2 separate regions of the Mus musculus genome follow, and region 1 is linked to region 2. A link is a contact called in public promoter capture Hi-C data. All regions are on one chromosome and are shown on one strand. The core of a region is the stretch at or near the end of the contact, and the rest is flanking DNA. Distances in the headings are between cores, read along the strand shown. Region 1 holds the start of Fgfr4 (fibroblast growth factor receptor 4). Region 2 holds the start of Lman2 (lectin, mannose-binding 2).

Region 1 (4,577 bases), core at 812-3,311, 210 kb after region 2:
GGACACTTCTGGTGGTTTGTTCCCTCACAGCTTCATCTTAGACAGCGTAGGAGCTTGTTTGGCTTTGTTTATTGTTTTTCAGAGTTGTGGGTTGAACCCAGGACCTCCTTGCATGCTAAGCAAAGCCTCTGCCATTGAGCTTCCTGTCTAGCTGGCTCTGTAATTGGCACAGGTTTTACATGTCTGGTAGCGACAAATTCAAATCCTGATTCCTGCCAAGACCTACCTACCTTTGTCCCTTTCTGAATTGTTATCATCATAGGGTTGCTTCAGGGACAAAAAGGGACCATATATGGAGGGATGGCACACACAGGGCATCGGTGAGACATTCTCCCAGTCCCCATACTGAGTGTGCACCGGCACCGTTTGTCTGACATGACTCAGTCTCTGCTTCTGATATGGAGTTTAAGTCTGATACACAGACTTGTCCACATGCTGTAGTGGAGCATCTGTTTCACAAAAGGAAGACTCAGACCTAAGCCTTAACTTGACCAGGGAACCAGTGGAGTCCCAGGGACGCACAGGCTGTTACCTAGTCCTGGATAACAGCCAGGTGTCACCAGCATCTTTGGATCAGTGTTCTTTTTCTTTGGGGCCCTGCTCTTGTGAGTGTGCGCGCCATCTTTGCACAGGGGCCATGCTAATCTCCGTATCAGGCCAATGTTAGTGAGTGACAGTTGAAGAAAACAGCATGATTCTTAGAAGATGCATTCCATACTTTACCAAACTGGGAACCCTGCCGAGGGTTTTTCTCAGCCCACTGCTGAGGAAGACTCAGGCCTAATCAGTCTACTGACCTCAATGTCTCTCAGCTCCCCTGCCCCACAGAGACTAGGTCATGGTCATTTCTCGCTTGGTATCTTGGCAAACCTTGGTTCTTCACTGCCCACTAGTTTTTTTGTTTTGATTTTGTTTTTTCTCCCTGTCACCCAGATTACAAGCCCCTAAGGGTTAACTGCAGGACCCTCCTGTTTCTTTTTCTATTATTTTGAGACAAGTTCTCACTAAAGTTGACCAGGAAGACTGGCATTGAAACTCACTCTGCAAACCAAGCAGGTCTACAAATGGTGAGGCTCCTGCCTCAGCCTGGCTAGTACTACCCATCAAGGCCCATGTGCTGGGCCCAGCTTTTCTACGCTTCATTTTAAATGCCAGTGTCAACCTTGTAACTCCCACAGTCTGTCCCTTCAGTAAATTCTAAACGCCGACATGTTTGCTCCCTTGCCTGTACCTCCGTGTTCCTCTATTGCCTTAAAACCTTGATCTGTCCCCTACCCCCTAGTTTGCTCGGCCCATCTGCAAAAGACTCCTACCACACCCTGCAAAGCAGAGAGGGCCATGCTTCATCTCCAGCTTGGGTTGGGGCGGACAGGTCCGGGGAGGTTTTATTCCCACTCACAGGTTACCCTGAACTCACAACCACAGAATTCTTAGTCTGGTCACCAAGGCTGGCCCCTTAGGATCGCTAGCACTTGGGACTGTCATCAGAGAGCGCTAAGTTGTTCACCCTCCTGCACTCACGCGATGAGGTACTCTGTGCAAGCGACTGCGAGCATTACTTTTTTTTTTTTTGCCAGGGGCGACAGTGCTCTTACTTTAATGCCCCCACCCCGTCGCTCTTGGAGGGAGGTGCACGTCAGCGGTCCCCGTGCGGAGTTGCATAGACAGCTGGCCCATCGCCCCCGCCCCGGTGGGCAATAAGTAACCAGAGCGGTGACCAGGGTGCTCTTTGAACGGAGGGGGACAAAAGGCCCTGTGTGCGCTGCGGGTTACTGATTTACCGCCCCCTCCACCCAACCACTCCCGCCGCGCGGGCGCCAAGGTCCCCGGGACAGAGGGGGCAGCTCGGGAGCTCCACGGCCGCTGTCCCCACGGCGGCCGGGAGTACGGTGTGTGGCCCAACTGGCCCAGAGCTAGAGGGCTCCGCTCCCGGCGCAGGGGCCCGGCTCACCTGGCTCCTCCGCCGCCCGGCTCCCGCGCGCGCGGGTCACGATCCCGGCAGGGCTGGCACACTCACCCGCCCGGAGCTCCTCCGCCCCGGGCCGAAGAGCCAGGAATGTCCCTGCAACTGCAGCGTGGCGGGGGGCTGCCCCCTCCTGCCCCGCCCACCTCGGACTCCGCCCCTCCTGGACCACTTCTGATCTGAGAGGCGTGGTCCGAGACCCGGCAAATGTCAGCCCGGTACCCTAGTGCGGGAGCTCCCCGTTGGGACTGGATCGCCCAGTCTCAGTCGTTCCGGGGCCCCACGTCCAACCTGCAAGGTCTAACTTGCTACCTTGCTCTATCCTTTGCTCTTCCTCAATTTGGCACTCACCAGGCTCTCTGGTTTTCCGTGAAATCACAGAACATCAGAGAGACCTGACCTCTCCTTGGCCTGAGCGACCTTCAGAGGATATTTAAAATATATCTCGGTCGGTCGGGGTGGCGGCGGCGCACTGGGGAGGCAGAGGCAGGTGGGTTTCTGAGTTCGAGGCCAGCCTGGTCTACAGAGTGAGTTCTAGAACAGCCAGAGCTATACAGAGAAACACAGTCTCGGAAAAGAGGGGGGGGGGAGGGAGGGAGAGAGAGAGAGAGAGAAAGAGAGAGAGGAAAAAACTTTAAACTTTAATTTGTAAAAAGTTGTGCTTTTATTTTTAAAAGTTTAAATTTTCACTCTAAAAAGTTTTTTTGTTGTTTCTTTTTGTTTGTTTGGGGTTTTTGTTTTTGTTTTTGTTTTTTCAAGACAGGGTTTCTCTGTATAGCCCTGGCTGTCCTGGAACTCACTTTGTAGACCAGGCTGGCCTTAAACTCAGAAGTTTGCCTGCCTCTGCTTCCCAAGTGCTGGGATTAAAGGCGTGTGCCACCACTGCCCCGCCCTGACTGCTCTTCCAGAGGTCCTGAGTTCAATTCCCAGCAACCACATGGTGGCTCACAACCATCTGTAATGGGATCCGATGCCTTCTTCTGCTGTGTCTGAGAGCAGCTACAGTGGACTCACATACATAAAATAAATAATGCTTTAAAAGAATACTTCCTCTGGTTTTTACATAGATAGTGTTGTGATGACATGGTGGTCTGGTCCACATGTACAGACCTCCTCCTCCTGTGTTGCTCCCCATCCTATCCCTGGGTCTTTGCTCACCCATCCCCTGTTCCTAGTCTAACCTGCTCTCTATTGGTCTGGCACTTTGGTCTCCGTTCAAGGCCCCAGGACATCCCTGGGGATTTGCCAAGTCCCCTTTGTTAGGATGGAGAAAAGAATGAGCCCTGAATCTCAGTACTGTCTATCAGCCTTGTCTCTGTCTTTGTTTGCTCCTCAGCAAATCAGTAAATGATAGTAGGCTGCTGAAGAGACTTGCTGGAAGGAGAATTCACATGTTCATATCTGACCTGTGAGCACTAACAGCCATTCTTTCTTCTTCGCACTTGGCAGGCTGTAACTGCATAGTTGTTATTCATGTAATCAGCTGGGGACCGACCACTAAGCTCCCGGAAGCCAGGAACTGAGTCAGTGGACTTCACTTTTGTATCTCAAGTGCCTGGCACACAGCAGGTGCCTCCAGAGAGCTCCACCCCCACCTGGCTCAGGTGTATCTCATCTACCAGCACTTCTGTCAATCGAATGGACTGTAGCTTAGCTATGAAGTCAGCCAGGCCAAATTTCACCTGAAGTCCCAAGATGTTTGCCTCTATGAAGCGTTTTGGAAAAAAAAAAAGCTCAACTCAGGCCATCTGCAGAGCTCCTAGCTATCACTCAGGGATGAGAGCCTGCCTGGGAAGCAGCAGCTTCCTTTCCTTCAAAAAAAAAAAAAAAATCAGTGGGGCATGGTGGCACACGCCTTTAATCCCAGCACTCGGGAGGCAGAGTCAGGCAGATTTCTGAGTTCGAGGCCAGCCTGGTTTACAAAGTGAGTTCCAGGACAGCCAGGGCTATACAGAGAAACCCTGTCGAAAAACCAAAAAAAAAAAAAAAAAATCTATTGTGTGCATGAGTGTGCTTGCGTGTGTTACCATGAACCATCAGTGTGGACTCTTGGAAGAAACAGCATGCTCTAAACCAATTCTCCCTTCCTCTATTCATATCTTGACTTTTAACCTTATTTACACTTTAATTTCATTATTCTGTGTGCACGTATGGCTGTGTGCACGTACTGCATGCAGTGATGGTTTGGAAACCCGAAGATCTTGGATCCACTGGAACTAGAGTTATGGATGGTTGTGAGTCACCATATGGGTGCCAAACACATGCATGCACACACACACACACACACATGCGTGCATGTATACACTCAGGGTCCGGGGAGAGAAAAAAAAAGTCTAGCATGATCCACGTGATCCACCAGTCAACAGTCTAGCCCCTCAAAAGTGTCCAGGAGGAAGGAGGTGTCTAGCTGGAGGACCTGCTTTGCAGAGAGCTCACCTCAGAATGCCAGGACCTCTCTTCTCCCGGTCCTCCACGGACTCCACTTATTAAATTCAGTTCTTGGGGTCCTTGATGAGCTGACAACAGGAGCTAGACCCTACAACACAGATTTCATTCCAATCCTGAGGTGTATCCTGAGCCCTTGCTAATTAACTAAGAACTTCCTGTAACCCCA
Region 2 (6,224 bases), core at 2,677-5,176:
TGCTTGATTGTATGTGACAGTGTCTTGCTGTGTACCGCATGATGGTCTTGAAATCATGCTTCCCCCATCTCAGTCTCTCTATTAGTAGGATTGTTTATTTGATGTTTTCACACTATACTATGGTTTTCAGAACAGTTTCCATATTTCAAAATTATTTATACAGCCAAAAGAAGCGTGAAAAATTAATTTGGAAGGTGGCTTGTAAGAGAACAACAAAGAGTGAGACTGAATATTTTGTTTGATATTTATAATTATTGTATCAATTTTGAAGAAGAGGACCTTATAAGTTACTCTTTTCCTGAGATGAATGCTTTTCAAAATCATCACAGCCAATGAACCAGAATCTTACCCTCACCTAATGTCCGTGCCACCCTCCAAGTAGAACCATTGTTCATTGAAACAGTTGATGAGTGACTTCATGAATAGACCATCTTAATACACACACCATTTCTTGTTTGTTTGTTTTTTTCCGGTTTTTTGAGACAGGGTTTCTCTGTATAGCCCTGTCTATCCTGGAACTCACTCTGTAGAGCAGGCCGGCCTCAAACTCAGAAATCTGCCTGCCTCTGCCTCCCAAGTGCTGGAATTAAAGGCATGCACCACCACTGCTCGGCCCACACACCATTTCTTAAATGACTGTAACCTGTTTCCTGCACGCTGAGAATGATGACAATCACTCAAGTCAAATAGCTTTGACTGTAGCAGGAAATCTGTATCCAAATAATTGTGCCTACAATTCATTCCCTAGCGCCACCATGATTGTGAGCCACCATGTGGTTGCTAGGAATTGAACTCAGGACCTCTGGAAGAGCAGTCAGTACTCTTAACCGCTGAGCCATCTCTCCAGCCCCCATCATTTTTATGATTGGTATAAAATATATATTGTGTTGAATATAATAAAAAATTAGTTCAATTTAAAAAAAAGTTGCCTTGGTCATGGTGTCTTTTCGCAGTAGTAAAACCCCAACTAAGACACTGCCCAGCCCTAGAATAAATGAGTGAATAGCATGCCTGCGAGAGTGCTTATGTGACCTGCCCCCAGTCTGCTTATCTGCTGTGCCATGGACCCAGGCTGCATTCAGATTTCATGGGGTGCATTACGGTATACAAGGTCCTCTCCTAACAAGATTTGCTTTGGTCCTCATGACTATTATATGAATGCTGCTCATGGCTCCCGTTTGATGGATCAGAGGACAGCGCACTGTCTGTCCATCTTCTTATGTGGCACCCTGCTCACCTGTCTTCTGTGGACAGGAAGCAGACAGACATGAGTGCTGTTTGCATAGCTTGCTTTGTCCTTTTTCTTCAGTCCAGGACTCCAGCACTTGGAATAAGCCTTCCATATTCACTGACACCTCACAGACATGCCCAGCGATCTGTCTCAAAGGTCACTGTAAACCCAGTCAAGTTGGCTGTGAAGAGCAACCATTATACCACCTATCCACCACGCTTCCCAATTCCACAGTGTTGCTTGTTTGATTGAGACGGAGTCTCCCACAGCCCTCGGGTAGTCTCAAGATCCTTATGTACCCGAGGATGACTGCATTCCTGACCCTCCTGCTTCTGCTTCCCAAGGATTGCAGGAATACGCTACGATGCTCAGATACCACAAACTCCTCGTCTGTTCCATTGTGCTTCTTTTTCAGTTCACACCCTAGCTCTGCTGCCTCTGCAGACAAACCCTGGATGAACTCCTCCTTCTTCTCCACCACCCAATGACAGGTTCTAGAACAAATATACTTTCACCAGCTAATTAGTTCCCAGGTGTGCTTCTCTACATTGTTGGGACTCAGCTGGGACTGTACCTGACAAGCTCAGCCCTCAAGTGAAGTTTAGTGCAATGCGTGTACGGGTGCAGGGAAATCTCTGAAGAGGGTGCTCGTTAGGAGACAAGAAGCAGGGAGGCCTTTGTTGTACAGGTATGTTCTCTTTCTATATATTTATGTGCACACACATGCACACAATATATATCTATAAACATAACCCTCATATCAACAGGATCTAGATCTGTGGTTTCAACTAATCATAGATGAGAGATATTCAGAAAAAAATGTTTCTTGTCTTTTTTTTTTTTTAATTATATGTGAGTACATTGTAGCTGTCTTCAGACACTCCAGAAGAGGGTGTCAGATCTTGTTACGGATGGTTGTGAGCCACCATGTGGTTGCTGGGATTTGAACTCAGAACCTTCAGAAGAGCAGTCAGTGCTCTTAACCACCGAGCCATCTCACCAGCCCTGTTTCTTGTCTTAAATAGGGTTACTATTGCTGTAACCAAAAACAACTTTGAGAGGATTGGGTTTATTTGGGTTACAGTTCTACATCACTGGCTGTTCATCACTAAAGAAAGTCAGGACAGGAACTCAAACAGGACAGGAACTTGGAGGAGGCAGGAGCTGATACAGAGACTGTTGAAGGGTGCTGTTTACTGGTTTGCTCAGCTTGTTTTTTAATAGAACCCAGGACTACCAGCCCAGAGATTGCACAACCCACCATGGAGTGGACCTTACTGCAGCATCAATCACTAATTAAGGAAATGTCCTATAGCCAGATCTTTTTTTAAAGATTTATTTATTTAATTTATATGAGGACACTAACACTGTCTTTAGACACACCAGAAGAGGGCATCAGATCTCATTACAGATGGTTGTGAGCCACCATGTGGTTGCTGGGAATTGAACTCAGGATCTCTGGAAGAGCAGTTAGTGCGCTTAACCATTGAGCCATCTCTCCAGCCCTATAGCCAGATCTTATGGAGGCATTTTCTCAACTCAAATGTTCCTTCCTTTCTAGCTTGTGAAACGTTGACATAAAACTAGCCAGCACACTTCTGCTGGGCGGTGATAGTGCACACCTTTAATCCCAACACTTGGGAGGCAGAGGCAGGCAGATTTCTGAGTTTGAGGCCAGCCTGGTCTGTCGAGTGAGTTCCAGGATAGACAGGGCTATACAGAGAAACCCTGTCTCAAAAAACCAAAATCAAAACCAAAACAAAACTAGCCAGCACACTTTTTACTGAACACAAACTTTTTTGGGGTTTCCTATCAACATCACTATTACATACAATTTGTTAAGTGTTACATGTAATCTAGAGATGATTTAAAGTATATTGGAAGGCATGCATAAATAGCACATGTCTTTAATTCCAGTGCTTAGAAAGGAGAGGCGAGTAGATCTTTGTGAGTTCAAGGCCAGCCTGGTGCAGTAAGTACGCCTAATCCTTGGGCCATCTCTGCAGCCCCTGAAATCAGGATTTCTAAGGTAAATTTAAGCTCCTTTTTTTTTTTTAAAAAAAAATAAAAATAGTACTGGCAACTAAACTTTTTCCTAAGTAGATTAATAGGTACAATAGAATGGTATCTGGGCTAGAGACCACAGTGTTCAACTATCCGGAGCCAGTTGTCCTGGGTCCTTCCACACACACTTGGTGTGTCAACAAGAACTGATACTTTTTGGAGTCAGATGTCTTCCGGCGTTCCCTGAGGTTCCAGGTCAGAATCTGATCTGCTCCTCCTGCTTCTATCTGACTGCTGGAGTCATTGCGGGGTAGAGGAGGTCCTCAAATAACTGGCCTCTTTTAAGTCTCCAGAGGCGTGGTACTAGCTTGAGGTGGCCTAAAGGATTTGCCCCACCCACCGAGTCACTCCAGTGAGGCTTTCCCACTGTACTGGAAAGGTCACTTCAAAGTCACCATCTTTTCAGAAGCTTAGGACTGAGCAGGGTGCTCGGCTTGCACAAGCAGACCGCGAAACTACAAGTTCCAGCATGCTCCGCTTCGACGACGCTGCTCGCTTTCCCCCGTCCCAGGAGAGACCTCTGCATTTCGTTGGCCTGCAAGCCTAACGTGCTGCTCCATGATTGGTTGGATCCCCTTGTCGCTCATGAGAACCCTCGGCCGTGGCCGGCTGTCAGGCGACCAGGAACCTCCAAAGTTATGGAGCCGCGCTCTACTGGGATAGGAGGCTGGCCAGCCAATAAGGCTGCCATCCCGCTGGCGGCGAGGCTTTCCTTCTTAACTCTCCTGTGATCCTAGTTTGGAGGGCTTCCGGCCGGAGACCATTAGAAAAGACACCCGGAAGGCGGAAGTCTTAGGGCGGAAGTGGCCGAGAGAACAAGGAGAATGGCGGCCGAGGCCTGGCTTTGGCGCTGGGGCTGGGGCTGGGGTCAGCGGTGCCCAGGGAGGCCTGGGCTTCCTGGCCCCGGCCCGAGCCCCACGACATTTCTACATTTGCTTCTGTTGCTGGGGCCGGTGGCTGCGGATATCACCGACGGCAACAGCGAACACCTCAAGCGGGAGCACTCGCTCATCAAGCCCTACCAAGGTGAGGGAGGCCTGTAGCTGAGGGTGAGGACGCGGGCCGAAGTGGGATGGAGGAGGGCATGGCCCGTTCTGTCGAGCAGAGCAGCGCAGCGCAGTAGATTTCTGGCGCGGCCCTCTGAGCACCTGTCCACGTCCGTCTCTGCCCACAGGGGTCGGTTCCAGTTCCATGCCGCTCTGGGACTTCCAAGGCAGCACGATGCTGACGAGCCAGTACGTGCGCCTGACCCCGGACGAGCGCAGCAAAGAGGGCTCGATCTGGAACCACCAGGTGAGGCTCTCCCAAGAGGCTGAACATGACCGTTCACTGACACAGTAGTCCCTGCCTCGTCAGCAACCAAGCTTAGTAGATACACGTGCTCCTTTTTTTTCTTGTCCTGCCGATTTTTCTGTCCTGGTCGCACAGATCGTTCAGAGCGACTTGTATAGTTACTGTATGTCAGAAAGTGTGCGTGACTCTTAAAACACTTTCACCTCTTTCTTCAGAAATCACACAAGGTAAGTAATGATGTCTGCTTTTTTGATGGCTTACGAAGCAAGAAGCCAAGGTGCAGAGTTGAACATCCCTGAAGTCATAGAACAAGAAATGAGTGGAGTTGTCAGACTAAATCGAACCCACTTAATCGAGGGAAGGGCGAAACTTTATCCTTACGGCCTATTTTACTGTGTGTAGGGTACTGACCTTGCCAAACCTTACCAGATTTAGTTCTCAAACAAGGTGTTTGGAATGAATAGATTTCGTGACTTTATGCTGAGGTAGTATATAGCCACCGAATAGAATAAACAGTATTTCAACTGATCTTTCTGATCTCCACTCTTATCAATTCCCTTGATACACCCGATGCCTCCTGGTTAGCAATGGGAGAACCCCCCTTCAAGATATTTAACAGTCCTAGTTACCTTTCTCTGTGCTAGGTTGAGAGTCTTGTTAGCTATATCTACACTGAACTTACTGGCTGTGGCCTTTGCCTTTAGAGAGCAGGGAGCCAGAGATGTTATTGCCTTGGTGTGGTAACAGTGTTGTGCAATGTCTACACCAAGGAGTGTAGGTTGTCCAAGGGGAGAAAAGAAGTGATTTAGGGATAGGCCATGGCTTGAAAAGAAACCTGCTTCTCTCTAGCCTGCTTGGTCTAACCCTCCCTTCTCCCTCTACTGTCAGCAGTGGCCTAGTTTTCTCCATCACTGTATTCTCTTGGCCCTTCTGGTTGATTTTGCCATTAGTTCTGGGAGACTACACTGTCCTTGTGTTGCCTCACTTGGCTCGTCCCCGCAGCACCTCCTCTCTCCCTGCCTCCTGCCTCCACAGTGCTGCTAGGGGCGTCTGTGGTTACCCTCTTCCTTCAGCTTTGGCTCTGTCCCTTAGAGCCTGAGCTCTCTCATGAATGGAAAACTACATTCTCTCAGCACAGCGTGTCCCTCCATGACTGACATCTCCAGTCATTCTGTCAGTTTGTTCCAGCCTGTCTGCCTGGTTGCCTTCTTCCCTCAGGGGCTTTGGTCTTGCTCACTCTGTCTGGGACAGTGCCTCCTGGTTCTTCGTGACTGCTCCTTGGTTACTTCTCATCTGTTACGTCTGCGTTCAAATGCCACGCACACCAAGTGCTCGATTAAACCTCATGTCCCCAAGTCGCAGTCTGTCACATCATTCTGGCTAGGCTTTTCAGATACTTTTTTTGTTCTTCCCTTTTTATTTTATTCTGTGGTGCAATAGATTGAACCCAGGACCTATGCATGACAGGCAAGGCAAGCGTTTCACTCCTGAACTGCACGGATAACTGGAGTGCTACTTTTTTAGGTGGTGATGTAGCCTTGTGTTTTTCACATAAATGAGTTAATAGCATTACATTTTGTTTTGTAAAAAGCAAGATAAAAATATTGGCCGGGTGATGGTGGAGTGTGCCTTTAAT

The links. Capture Hi-C pulls out chosen DNA fragments and counts their contacts.
Region 1: a contact with region 2 is called in a promoter capture Hi-C map of pancreatic islet. The contact joins the promoter of Fgfr4 here to the promoter of Lman2 in region 2. A contact is called at or near these places in 6 of 115 datasets of contacts at active chromatin or transcription factors (bone marrow-derived macrophages, embryonic stem cells and extraembryonic endoderm stem cells) and 2 of 9 other capture datasets (liver and pancreatic islet).

Annotation. Positions count from the first base shown.
Region 1 is chr13:55,150,302-55,154,878 of GRCm38.p6, reverse strand. It overlaps Fgfr4 (fibroblast growth factor receptor 4), which reads right to left and starts at 2,061. Exons shown (of 18, transcript NM_008011.2): 1 at 1,952-2,061.
Region 2 is chr13:55,360,485-55,366,708 of GRCm38.p6, reverse strand. It overlaps Lman2 (lectin, mannose-binding 2), which reads left to right and starts at 3,926. Exons shown (of 8, transcript NM_025828.3): 1 at 3,926-4,321; 2 at 4,470-4,588. The coding sequence starts at 4,120.